Linked DNA regions of Sus scrofa: region 1 is linked to region 2. A link is a contact called in public HiChIP or PLAC-seq data. All regions are on one chromosome and are shown on one strand. The core of a region is the stretch at or near the end of the contact, and the rest is flanking DNA. Distances in the headings are between cores, read along the strand shown. Region 1 overlaps NR3C2 (mineralocorticoid receptor). Region 2 overlaps NR3C2 (mineralocorticoid receptor).

Region 1 (7,027 bases), core at 1,517-4,016, 130 kb before region 2:
CTAAACCCTGAGGATGACTCAACCCACTCAGAAGCTCCGACTGGCGGGGACCTTCTTTGGGGACATTTGAATACAAGTCACTCAGGGGACAAGGAAGCTGAGAGACAGAGAAAGAAGGCAGTACGTAGAAGCATAGGTAGTGAATTCCCAAAGCAACAGGGTGAGGGAGGGGAGAGCCTGGCAGAAAGCAGCAGGTAAAAAGAGAAAAAAAGAAAAAATCAAAGAGAAGAAGCCCTAGAAATTGAAAACCTACTGTGTCCTAAATGACATTCCAGTATTTCCCAAAGACTAAATGTGAAACTAGCAATATTCTTATAATGAAACACCATCTGAGGAAACCTGAAAGACTATAACAATAATAGGAAGCACCGTGAGCCAAACAAAACCCCCATTATTTTACCAGGGTTAGAAAAACAATTGTGTAATTACAGAAAATACCAGCGAGGGTGTGGAGCTGAAAGGCAGCTGTAGACCAAAAGGGACCTGTTTGTCTGAGATGCTTCTCAGAAAGAGGAAGGATGGCTCTGAGTTCAGGACAATTGAGACCACCAAGGCCAAATGCAAAGATGCCCTGAACCCCAAAGGTGGAAAAGTTAAGTTCTCGAGCCCCTGGCCCCTTAAAGTCAGATTGGGATGACAACCCACTAGGACAGATTGCAAATGAAAACGGAGACAGAAGCAACAATGGGCATCAGTGGGCATCTATATACTCAGCAGATGGTTTCCAACATCCCTAGGTTTTACATCTAAAAAGTCTCAAGATAAGCAGCTTACTTGGGTAGGCTCATCAGGGTGCCAGTGAGCACCTATGAATATGTACATTCCTACGAGGGATGAACGGCTGCATCAAATGCCTGCTCTTGCTTCTCTTCTAAGATGTCATCAGTCACAAAACAAGACATCAGCTTAGAGTTTCAAAGGAAACCAACAAAAATTAAACAGACACATTGGTTGCAAATGATAATCACTACAGTGAAAATCTGAAGGAAAAAAATGCATTAGTGTTGAAGAAATAGAGTAAATCTTTAAATGCTATCTGCCTGGGGACCAATCCTAAACGCTCCTCTGGAAATTCTGCAGGATCAAAATACCCATTGTTTTATTCAAGCTGGATTACTGTGACAATTAATATGGCTTAACTTAGATATGAAGATTCAGAAAACATACTTTCACTGATTTATGGAAGTGTGTTATTTTCCCCTCCACGTTTACTGTTCAAAAGTCCCATTGACATTCTTCTCGTCTACAAGCAAGAACAACAGAAAAGCAAAAAAAAAAAAAAAAAAAAAAAAAAACCAAAAAACAAAAAAATGGTATTTCTTCATAAAACTCAGTACGCATGGGCTTTCTAAACTTCTATGGACTACTGCATTTCCGGCCTCAGGAGACCCTTAAAGATATAAAAATTGTTTCTCTTATTGGATTTCAGATATTAAACCTCCTTTCTCACTGGCGTTGATGCTGTGATTTCTCTCCCCAGACCTGTGCTGCATGTTGAGTTTTGCAGGTGACCACCGAGCTAGTCAGAGCGAGCTGCTGGCAGGTGAAGCCAATTTTCCTCAAGTAACATGATGGCTCTCTCTGGGCTTCCCTGTGTCATGGTTCTGTCATTCTGTGCATCCTGGGTCTTTTGTTTTCCACTCACTTCTCTACTTCAGTTTTTAAAGCATTCCCCAGCAGGAGACTTACTGATGTCCATAAGTCTTTTTTTTCTCTCTCTCTCCTGTTCTCCTTCTTCCTGTTTGTCTCTGTAGGGCTAATTCATCTGATGCTCAGTAGCACAATTCATCTTAGGTTTCCCTGTTTTTATTCAAAATGGAGAAGGCTATTTTCTTTAAATTTCATAGGATCTATAAGCTAGCAAAGAGAGAAGCAAAACCGTATCCGTCATATGACTTCACAAACACAAACGTATCGTATTCTCCCACTTCCTCCGGGTCTTCTGACTCAGGCACAGCTTCTCCTAAAGAGCTGTCATCATGGAATAAGGAATCTAAGTAATTGCGCATATTCATTTTTCATTATTACTTTTTTGCAGGAAGTATTCTGTGTTGTTATAAATTTTCATAGCCATAATTTTATTGGCTGATTAATATTGCATTATGTGGATGAATTTTCATTTAAATTTTTTCCTCTCTTTGGCTCTATTCCTTTTTTTTTTTTTTTTTGGTCCTTTTAGGGCCGCACCTGCAGCACATCAAAGTTCTCAGACTAGGGGTCGAATTGGAGTTATAGCTGCCAGCCTATGCCACAGCCACAACAACACCACATCTGAGCTGCATCTGTGACCTACACCACAGCTCACAGCAACACTAGATCCTTATCTCACTGAGCGAGGCCAGGGATCAAACCTGCAACCTCATGGTTCCTAGTTGGATTCGTTTCCACTAAGCCACGACGGGAACTCCTCTTTGGCTCTATTCTTATCAGGAATATAGGAGTATCCATTTCTTTGAATGGTTCCCAGCATTAACCTCACTTTTCTCTTCCTTTCTCGCCTTGCTGCCTTCTCTGCAGTCTCCAAAAGAGCAACCATGAGGTCTGCCATTGCTACTGCTTCCTGTGTCTGAGGGTCTTTTTCTCTTTTCACAAGACAGGATCCATTCCAAGGGAGAAAAAAAAGGTGGATCTGGAGTTGGCCACCTTTTAAAGGCTCCGGCTCAACCAAATAAAAGTGATGGTCGGGATTAAGGAAAGCTGTAGATAGCTTGGAAAGAAACTGAAACCAGAATTAGGAGTAGCCTGTGGTTTGTGAAATTGACATTTTTAAAGCTACCGGAAGAAAGAGTCTGCTATTTTGGAGTCTTTATGAAAGGAATGTGAAAGTGGACTTGAGCCTATCTGATAAAAAATGAACTGGGTTGGGGGGGGCTTGGAAAAGAGAAAAGACAACTGTATTAGACTCCTTAGGTTGTGTTTTTCAAGTCTCTGATGATATAATAATCTTGGATTCCAAGTTCCTCAGCTGTAAGCAGGAAGACTGGAACAGAAGATCTCCTCTATATTCCATGGCCGGAATGCAGTCAAGTTGAAACACCACAAAAGGACTCATTCTTCTTCTTTTTTTAAAAATTTTATTGTATAGTTGACTTACAATGTTGTGTTAGTTTCAGGTGTACAATAAAGGGAATCAGTTATACATATGCATATATATTTGTTGTCAGATTCTTTTCCCACAGAGGTTATGACACAGTGCTGAGTAGATCTGAGGGCCACGTAGCCTTAACGCTGTGCTGAAGACACATACAATCTAAAAGACAAGTAGAGCCTCCTCTTGAGATTATTGGCCTGTAACAGCAAAGTGATGAATTCCTTTGGAAGAGGCTATGCAAAGTAGTCAAGGCTCATGGAAACAGACCCAGGCCTTTTTGAGATGTACTATTAGGGGACTATAGGGGGTGTGGCAGGCCCAACCAGGGGCCAGAAAAACTGCTGATTTCCTTTCAGTTTCTCTGTGGACATTCTCACTTCTGCTCTATTTTCCTTTGCATGCAGCCTAAAGTACAGTGGGATTGTAAGGCAAAAGGACAGTGTCTGGGAGTTCCTGTTGTGGCTCAGTAGTTAACAAATCAGACTAGAAACCATGAGGTTGTGGGTTCGATCCCTGGCCTTGCTCAGTGGGTTAAGGATCTGGCGTTGCCGTGAGCTGTGGTGTAGGTTGCAGACGCGGCTCGGATCCCACGTTGCTGTGGCTCTGGAGTAGGCTGGCAGTTACAGCTCCGATTAGACCCCTAGCCTGGGAATCTCCATATGCTGAGGGAGTGGCCCTAGAAAAGGCAAAAAGACAAAAAAAAAAAAAAAAAAAAAAAAAAAAAAAAAAGGACAGTGTCTGTGACAAGAGGTACTGTGGAAGGCTTTTATTTCTGATACAAAGAAACCTGCTCCTCTTCTTCCTTCCACTTTCAAATGGAGTGGCCTATCTGGGGACACAGTTAGGTTGACATGCTAACCAGCTGATAGGATAGGAAGAAAAATATTCTAAAATACTTTGGATTCCCAAAGTCTTTAGAAAGGGGACAGGCTAATTTTGTCCCCGAAAATGGGCTAATTTTCCCTAACAGAAAATTAGCATTTATGGGGTTGTGTCTGCCTCAACTCCCAAGAGAGGTAGCTGGAAAGAAGGTGGATAAAAACTCTGGGAAGCCCTGCTTTGCTAGGAAAACCAGAGTGAGACTGGACCATGTATAAAAAGGTTTTCATTCAAATATTTAATTTAAAAATTTTTCACTCATATATTTAATTTCATTCATATATTTAATTTAAAAAACTGCTTCACAAGTTCCTTGGTGGCCTAGTGTTTAAAGATTTGGTATTGTCACTGTTGTGTCTGGGGTGTGTCCCTGGCATGCCCAGGGACTTGCACACACCATGGTGCGGCCAAAAAAAAAAAAAAAAAAAAAAATCACATTAAAACATTAAAATTCATATTATCTATTTTAATATAACTAAATCACTTGCATTACTTTTTGCCCAAATTGAAACAAAAAGCAAGGCTTCAAAATAAATTATAAAAGAAAAATAACAATATTATGTTACCACAACTGGAGAATTTGTGAAAGTTAATTATTTAATCCACAAACCAAATGTAGTTAAATTATAACTTGAACCTAAATACTTTCATACATATTAATTTCCACTGCCCATTTTTGACTCATAACTTTCAATGACCTCAAGGTTCAAGGGCAGCTTCTTCTCTAAAAAAGTTTACCAAACTCCATATAACCTCTTCTGTATATACAGAAACCAACATCAAGATATGTGAGTTCTGTATCATGTACTGTGAACAAACCTTACTTACAGGCCATCACGGACACAAGTAAGAAGCCTGGGTGCCACAGCTGCCATTAATAGGTCACCTGGGCTATTTTTAATATGCCAATCTATCAACAGTGGACCTGTGTCATACAGCAGAGTGATGCTGGGCACGAGCTTTGGTGCCAGGAACAGAGATCTCAGTTCTAGCTCTACCACTCCCTGGCGCTGTGGCCTTGGGCCAGCTCTTTAACCTCTCTGGGCCCCCCTTGAACTCACTTCTAAAACACACAGGTTACTAGTATGTATCCACACAGTGTTACGTGGGGTTTAAAAGGGATGATATATAGCTTTCTTTGGCTTAAGCAGGATGCTTGGAACACAGAACCCTCAAAAATGCCAGTTAACCATGCTTATATCCAACAAATAACTACTGAACACCTACTTTGTGCCAGGCACTGTTCTAGTCACTGGTGATAAAGCAATGAACCAAAGAGATCAAAATCTCTCCTCTGATGGAATACATATTTTAGTAGAAAATATCTCATGATTAAATAATGCTTACCATTATTTACTATTATTGCTAAACCGCGGGTCCCAATGCCACCCAGGGGATATTTAGCAAAGTTTGTCTCAAGTGGGGGGGAAAGGGGAAGCTACTGGCCTCTAGTAGGTAGAGACCAGAGATGCTGATAAACATCCTACAACACACAGGATGGCCCCAGGACAAACATCTATTTGGCCAAAAATGTCAGCAGTGCAGAGGTTGAGAAACTGTTTTAAAGTTTATGTATGATGAAAAAATGTTCAACATCGCTGATTATAAGAGAAATGCAAATCAAAACTACCATGAGATACCACCTCACACCAGTCAGAATGGCCATCATTAAGTTCACAAATAACAAGTGCTGGAGGGGCTGTGGAGAAAAGGGAACCCTCCTGCACTGCTGGTGGGAATGTAAGCTGGTACAGCCACTATGGAGAACAGTTTGGAGATACCTTAGAGATCTATACATAGAACTTCCATATGACCCCGCAATCCCACTCTTGAGCATATATCCGGACAAAACTCTACTTAAAAGAGACATATGCACCCGCATGTTCATAGCAGCACTATTCACAATAGCCAGGACGTGGAAACAACCCAAATGTCCATCGACAGATGACTGGATTCGGAAGATGTGGTATATATACACAATGGAATACTACTCAGCCATAAAAAAGGATGACATCATGCCATTTGCAGCAACATGGATGGAACTACAGAATCTCATACTGAGTGAAATGAGCCAGAAAGACAAAGACAAATACCATATGATATCACTTATAACTGGAATCTAATATCCAGCACAAATGAACATCTCAGAAAAGAAAATCATGGACTTGGAGAAAAGACTTGTGGCTGCCTGATGAGAGGGGGAGGGAGTGGGAACTTGGGCTTATCAGACACAACTTAGAATAGATTTACAAGGAGATCCTGCTGAATAGCATTGAGAACTTTGTCTAGATACTCACGCTGCAACAGAACAAAGGGTGGGAAAAAAAAAAATAAAGGTTATGTATGGACTCAGTTAATCCCGAACACAACCCTGTGAGGTAGGAATTGTAAGTATGGCTATTTGATAATAATCAATAGTAATTATATTTAATAAAGTGTGATTATATAATACTTGTATGAGATCACTTATATGTGGAATCTAAAAAAAAGGATACAAGTGACCTTATTTGCAGAATAGAGAGAGACCCACAGAATTTGAAAAAAAACTTATGGTTACCAGAGGGGACAGGCAGGGGGTAGGGATGGACTGGGGGTTTGGGATTGGCACAGGCACACTGAGGTCTACAGAATGAGTCGCCGATGGGGGTCTGCTGTGCAGCACAGGGAACGCCACACAATATTCTGTGATAATACATATGGGAAAAGAATCTGAAAGAGAATGGATGTGTGTATAAGTGAATCACTTTGTTGTCCAGCAGAAATTATCACAACATTGTAAGTCAACTGTACTTCAATAAAACTTTAAGAAATGAAAAAAATATAACTGATATTCACAATATATATACAATTATATATCTCTTATAAATGTATGAAATTTGCAAAGTTATATAAAATTACATAGAGATACTTAGCCACATACCTCAGCAGTGTGTCTGTGTGTTTAAATTCAGATGGTAGATTTTACAGACCTGATTTAGAGTTCATTCTATAACCAACAGCTGTACCATCCATGGTGCCATTTTGATTCTACATTATTAATCTCTTCTGATCCTCACA
Region 2 (7,458 bases), core at 3,930-6,429:
ATTTGTGAGAAAATTTATCTGGTGGACAACAATAATATACCTGGGTGTGGTTCCTCCCAGACTTTGTACTGATTTAAAAAAAAACTTTCAATTTCCATTTTGTAAACTAAAAGTAATAAAAACACCCTTATTGTAAATCCAGCCAAATGCCAAAATCCATTTAAATCTGAGGACAAACCTCCCAGATAATTATTTTTGGCCCCATTTTAAAAATGAAAGAAAACGGAACTGAAATGGCTTAGCCAGGAGTACAAACTCAGTAAGGTGTGAAAATGGGGCTCCGTTTGGGCCCCGAATGCTCTGTTCTTGCTATTGTGCTATACTGAGTTTTCAAAGGTTCTTCACACACCAGATTTTACACTTTATTCGCTTTGACCTTACCTACTGCACTAAGCAGACTGGCTTCTCCCTCTTCTTTGTATTCTGTCTTGCAAAATGGGAAACATACCCCCAGGTGAAGCAATTTTCTTGTTAAACAAGCTCAATGGTAAAAGCAGATCCCGAAATCCTAGGGCAAGCCTTTCTTGCCAGCACACACTTGCAGGTTTTAGGGAAACGGCTAAATATAACCTGTGTTGCACATCTTTGTTAGGAGGAACGCAGGTGACTGGAAGGGTCTCATTTACAGAAGCTGCAAATATTCCTACTTCTACTCGAAAGAGGTGCGTTTTGCTGTAAGAGCAAGGGCAGGACATTGCACTTCCCAAACCTGACTCAGGAGCCCAACTCTGAGAGTAACTGAGGATGGACTCAATTAAAAGAAACAACTAAAGGCCCATCCGGGGGAAAGATCTTCAAAAAGTAATCTGATCACAGAGTCTGAGGTGGAAATGAAAGAGCAAGTGTGACAGGAGAGAGAGGAAGCATCCACCTGGCCACGCTTCACCAGAAATCAACAGTCTCAGATGCAAGTACACTATTTTTAGCCTAGTGTTAAACTTCGCCATTATTTAGTTCTGCGAACAACAGCATTGTTCTTTCAGATATCTAACTGCGCTTAAAATACGAGACCTTTTTATATATAAGAGCTTTTTTCAGTATCAGTCACAGAAAAGGTGATGTGAGTTTACCATGCACATAGTTTTACATATGTTTTCCCACAAATGGCCTAATTGGTACAATATATAGATGGATATGTATATATATATATATATATATAAAATCCATGATATATTATAATATATGAATATATAACAAGTACATATATATTTTCTATAAGTATATATTACATATAATAAAATACATAAAATATATATCAAAATATATACTATGTATAAAATACTATATAATATGTATAATATAGCATATATTATATTTGTTTTATAATAAACATACCATATATTTATATAATAAATATCTATGTATAGGTATATATGTTACATATATAAATGGTATATATTCAATATAATATTGGCATACATATTTTATATCTCTATTTACAATTTACATAGTAATGATGAGTGCCTAAAAGCCCTCATTCAATACGGTATTTTAATAAAATACTATAAGACCACCTACATGTCCATATATTTTAAACATGATCTTGATGTTATTAATTATCACTTGCAAGGAGTTCTGCAATTTCCTAGAAAGGATAACTCATTTTAGAAGTAAATAATATCCACATTATTTACTGAAGTGAAAACTATGTGTCCGACTGCCTAATAATCCAGAAGATACTAAAAGCTAAAACCCAAAGCCTTCCATCACGACTCATTTGTAAAAACAACTGCAAACTCTATACCTACTTCTGATATCAAAATAAATTACCATAATACTCTCATAATAAAGAAAACATAGATCCAATAATTACATACAATCTTTAACATGTTAAACAATTTGTGTTTGATACAATGAAAGGACGTAAAATCTCTATTATGCAAAATCCTCACACCGAAAAACAGCATCCTGCAAATATTATGAAATAAATGACAATTCTCTACTTTTAATGTGGAAAACTCTTGATCACCTAGAACTCAGACAAGTGAAAGTCTTAAGTAACCATTGTTTTGACAGGATCAAAGTTGCTATGAGAATCTTTTAGAAAACAGCTTTGGTTCCTGCTGTGGTTCAGCGGGTTAAGGCTGATATCCATGAGGATGTGGGTTCCATCCCCGGCCTGCGTAGGTCACAGGTGTGGCTCAGAGCTGGTGTTTCCTTGGCAGCATCTGCAGATCTGAGTCAACCCCAGCCCAGGGACTTCCATGTGCCGCAGATGCGGCTGTAGAAATAAAAATAAAAAATTAATAACATAAAAACTAAAATTGGCTTTGGCAGCGAGTCATGGGACTGAGGTCAGCACTCGATTTCGATTTCCCCTCCCTCATGGCTCCCTGTGCAGACGCTTCCATCAGCCACTCACTCCCAAAGCCCAGTTGGGTCTTCCCAGGCTTGTCTGTGTCCGCTCTCAGTCACTCCGACACTCTCTTCACGGCGAACCATAGCCAGTCTGGGTGATTTGGAGCTGACACTGTGCCTGAGCCCACCTGTCATGCAAAATGACCTGAGATGTCATCTCTGAGCTACCACGTTGGATTGTTAGTATTCCCGATGTATCCATGTGATGCCTAAATACAACTGGAGCAAGACAAAAATAAACTCTTTGGAAAACTGAATGCCTCACTCTCTGACCAACAACCTTTATGTTGCTTTACAACAGTGCTTTCAGGCTATAAGATCCAACAACGCCTGAATAGTCTTTCTTGGTGAGGCTTCGTAGAAAGATGTCTTGCTTTCACAGGACTCTGAAATATGAATGCCGATGGCAGTGGAAGGTGTACTACATTCATAAAAACAGCTTTATGATATACTCTTTCAAAAATTCTCAAACTCTTTGACCTTACAAGCTCCCCTTTTGGAATTCTTAAAGTGTCAGAATTCAGACAGAAATTTAAAGGCAAATGTACACTTTACACGAGTTCTATGTGGAAAAAAAGAAATTGAACGGTCAAAAAAAGAAAAAGTGAGCACACTGTGATACATGATAAAGGCTTTAACACATTTTTACAAGCACTAAAAATATTTTCCATATTGAAAATGCTTACAATATGTTAACAGAAAAAGGCAGAAGACGATCGTAACATGAAACATGTTCACAATTATATTCCATATATGTGAATTAGTACACAAAACACACACACACAGACAAGACTGGAAGGAATTTGTAATGTATTTATAGTGATTGTTTCTGATGTGGCTGAATAATATTGGTTTGCTTAACCTTTAGTTATATATAGAGAGAGTTATTACATATAATAATTAAAAAACTATAATACTTGTAGTGAACTTACTTTTATTCCCTCTTTAAGGGGTAAAATTATTTATCTTCTGGGAACTATAATCCATGTAAACATGACTTTAATTTGATGTACACAAATTTCTGTAAGGCACTGACTTAATACAAGTGCCAATTTTTATGGAATATGAGAGTAAAATATTCTTACCCACCTTAACAAAAAAATAGAAAGGGGAAACATAATTTAACAGACAAAGTGTTAATCAGAATTTTGAGAAATAAAAATCAATAGATATTGGTGAAATTTTCTCTTTTCAATTGGTTTTAAGAAGGAAAATTTATAATTTCAAGTTTATAAAATTTGCAATTTTAGCCAAAATTATGCTTATAAATATATAGGGGTTTGATTTATTGATATGATCCCAATTTGACATTATATTTATACTTCACATTATTTTAGGAAATGTGCATTTGGGGGTTCTAACACCCCATTTAAAAAATAAATTGTTCTCTACTAGTATTTTTAAAAGAAAAATCACACTCTCATGAATACTTAGGAATGTAATGACCTAAGACACTAGAAATTAAATCCATATATAGAAAGATGTTCAAAAAAGATAGTTATCTGAGTGGAAAATAGAGTACTTCAAAATTTTCCAGTTATAAAAATTGAGACAGTATCATCTTATCAGTTTTCTTTATAACTGCAGTAGCCAACTAAATATAATTAAACCAGGTTGCTTTGTACCTATTTTGAGTAACTCATAAAAAGGTTAAAAGCTACATAAAAGAAAATACAACTGGTGTAGTTATAATAAAGTTGTGGAGAGAGACCATGAGGATTTAAGGATAATAAACATAGAAACAAGCCAAAAAAAAAAAAAAAAATGATCTCAGAAAGGTATTTAGTTTTAGTTTTCCTTGAAAGATACATCATAAATCATCCGGGCATTATTTTAAATATAGGTACAAACAAAGAGGTGTTACTGTAAAAAATGGAAAACTCATGGATCTCCAGGAAAACTTAAAAAAAAATGAAATTGTGCCTATCACATTTTTGAAAAAGTCTTCCAACCTGAGGTTTTTCTAAACATAATTTTTAAGTCTGCATTTGTTTCCATTTCAAACATTACTCATTTCCAGCCTCTACGTGGTTCTAACAAAAACAAATCTAAATCCCAGTGCAGAATGACAACCAGCTGTTAAGACCAGCACCTGTGACAGCCCTCTTATCTCCCTATATGCTCCATTATTAACCAGAGGAAAAAAATAGCCTAACTCTGAGAGGGATTAGCTATCTTTTAATTGAATAAAGAAGCATTCTAACATGCCTTAACTACTATAGAAGTCTCTCTCTTTTTAAAATTGTCACAGGCCAAGCAAATTCAAGATATAAAGGCACGGCTTTGACAAAAGCCAAACATGATTTCAAAAAATGACAGGGGCACGAGTGACAAAACCAGGATCCTACTGCAGGGCCAGGTACAGATTACTGGGTCATTTGTATAAGCATCCGTTTACCAAGATAATTCTCAAACACAAGCATCGCGAGGTTGGCGGCTGTGACTAAGCAAGGAGAATGGGGGTGCATATACCTGGGGAGGGGATATGAAAAAGGGGGTACACTTCTTCACACTCAAATCTCTCAGCTCTGCCACCAAACAGCTTTGTAACCCTGAGCAAGTCACCTTGGATCGTGGTATCGTCGTTTGTCAATGATGTCCTTATATTACTAGATATTATGTGCTACCAAAATTACAGGAGCTGGGAGAAAAATAAGCAGACTGAGTAAAGTTGCAAAGCAGCCTGTTGGTGTGTGATGGTGTGTTTTAACATCCCTCTTTTCTCTCCCTATTGTTTGCTTTCTCTAGAAGAGCAGAGGTGTTACAACACATAAGTGTGCCATAGAGCACTGAGAAAGCATGACTGGACCTTTGGCTAGAGGAAGTTGCGACACGTAAAGAACAGTGAGTCTGCATGAAATAGGGGTATCCTCTCATGACAGTGGAGGGGGGTGGATGCGACACATGTGATGGTCATCCACCAAGTGTGCTATAGCATAAAAATGGCAAGGTCGAAACAGGTCTAACCAATAGGTACTTTATTCACCAGGGAGAGAGAATCCAGAACTTCACTGTTGCTGTTACAAAAGCAAGCGGGCGGCAAGTGATTTTCCCCAATGACTCTGTCAGCAAAGCGAAATACTTCCCCTACCTCAGGAATAATCAGAGCCAAGGACTGATGTTCCTTTCATATATTCAAGAGTGGATCCTTACAACAGTAGATGGCATTGAAGATGCTTTAAGGTTGTTCTGTCAAGTAGGAAATACAAATACACACACGTGTGCTAGTTTGGCTGCATCAATCCGGATTCTGTACGTTTTGGTTTTATTTTCTTCGGTTCCACGAATCATAACACTATTGATGAGGTTGTGAAGGAATAAAGTTCAATCCTTGAAAATATACTCCATCTCTAATATACAATCAAGGTTAGAAATGAACTCCAACCAGCAAAATCCCTGGACCCAAATCATCATGAGAGCTACAGCTGTTTCGTTTCTAAAATGTATTTTTTCAAAGCATCTTTATAAGCTTTATGTTAAGCTTCAAGCTTGCCACTGTTCGGACTCCAAAATGAGAGAGGTCTTCATTTTATTTTTTTTTGGCATTTTTAAAACTTTTATTGTAGTATAGTTAGTTTACAAGGTTGCAATAATTTCTGCTATACAACAAAGTGACCCAGTCATACATATACACATATCCATTCTCTCTCAGATTCCTTTCTTTGCATAGATTATCACAGAATACTGGGTAGAGCTCTAATGGGACCTGCTGCATGAAAGATATCTTTAGAGAAAAGAACTGAAGAGAAGGTTATACATAGCTAGAGTTGGTCCGGGCAAGGGTTTTCTTATTATCTGTTATTTGTATTGTCTTAGTATGCTGACAATCTCTGAAAGACGTGAGCTTCTCCAGTTATTTTCTTTAGGGCTTGAAGGATCTTGACATCAACTGTTTATGTAACATACAGATTGGAACAATACATTTAGAAGAAAGACTGACAAAACTTAACCTTTGTGACAGTGAAGCTTCACCAGAACTAATAATGTTTACCTTTCATGAAGGGAGCCTGTGCCATGGTGCTGAGAAATCCCCGTCTAATGCTTACGATCAAATGTAAACATTTAAAATTTTCCTTTAAAAGAATATCTGGTTTGTAAATTAATACAAAGGCAAAAGTGATCAGAAGACATAAAAGCTCAGTAATACCAATATCACCAAGAATATGTTATATTTATAAAACATAACTTAAATGGGTCTAAGATACCACTTTAAGTAAATTCTCTCTTTTTGGCAGCACCCACAGCATGCAGAAGTTCCAGGGCCATGGATTCAACCCATGACCTGGCAGTGACAATGCCAGATCCTTAATCCACTGAGCCACCAGGGAACTTCTTCAGATACTTCTTTACAGACATACCATCTAAAATAAGTCCATTGTTGAGCAAGAATTACGTCTGTCTGATAATCCCAGTTCTAGATTTTTGGGTCTGTATTAGGAGAAGCTACATAATGGAAGAAATTAAAATTAAACTGGAAAAAAGATGCCAGTGGAGTCATCTTCAACCATCAGGGTAGCTCAGTAGGAACCTAAATAAAAAGACCTAATTTCCTCAATTTAAGTCACAATCTATAGCAAAGATGCAGCATTGAAAAAAATCCTGTATGACCTGTTTCTTTGTCTGGAATGAAACCTATGTGACCATGTTATTACTGACTGAAAGAAATATCTCAACTTCTGAAAGTTCAAAAGCAGATGGAAGAAAAAATACATTTTTGCAATTAAGGATATGGAGCTAACTTAGCTGAGAACATGTGCATCTTCAAATTCAAGTTCAACCACGGAGAGCCCTGATCTCAGAAAGAAAAAAATACCCTAATCACAGACATTCTTACATTCTCTTTAAGCTTGGGATCCCTTGGGGCCCCTTAGAGCATGCTGAGATCCCCAGGAGCTTTTACTGTGGCAAAAACGTGTCTACAATCTGAGTACCTCCAAATATACCATAACGATGGTTTCTGGAACGTGTCTTCTTCCCTGTAGTCATTCATCAGCTGATACGTCAGTCCCAGAGTCCCTTCCTGTGACATCTTCCTGATGATTTTACCAAAGTGAGTAGAAAAAGTGATGGGGTGGGAGTGGATACACTTGGTCAAGGGAC

What was found. HiChIP or PLAC-seq counts read pairs in DNA pulled down with a chosen protein or histone mark.
Region 1: an H3K27ac HiChIP or PLAC-seq map of alveolar macrophages shows a contact between it and region 2. The contact joins two enhancer-like sites. A contact is called at or near these places in 1 of 47 Hi-C or Micro-C datasets (epiblast stem cells) and 1 of 2 datasets of contacts at active chromatin or transcription factors (alveolar macrophages).

The regions. Positions count from the first base shown.
Region 1 is chr8:80,567,005-80,574,031 of Sscrofa11.1, reverse strand. All of the region lies in intron 4 of NR3C2 (mineralocorticoid receptor), which reads right to left. Among named protein-coding and RNA genes, the nearest start is that of NR3C2, 270 kb to the right of the region's middle. Within about 2 kb of position 2,766, at least 10 of the 83 cell types and tissues checked have an H3K27ac peak or open chromatin away from gene starts, as enhancers often do. A contact at or near this core is called in alveolar macrophages, where this site is marked.
Region 2 is chr8:80,434,207-80,441,664 of Sscrofa11.1, reverse strand. All of the region lies in intron 2 of NR3C2 (mineralocorticoid receptor), which reads right to left. Among named protein-coding and RNA genes, the nearest start is that of NR3C2, 130 kb to the right of the region's middle. Within about 2 kb of position 5,179, at least 3 of the 83 cell types and tissues checked have an H3K27ac peak or open chromatin away from gene starts, as enhancers often do. A contact at or near this core is called in alveolar macrophages, where this site is marked.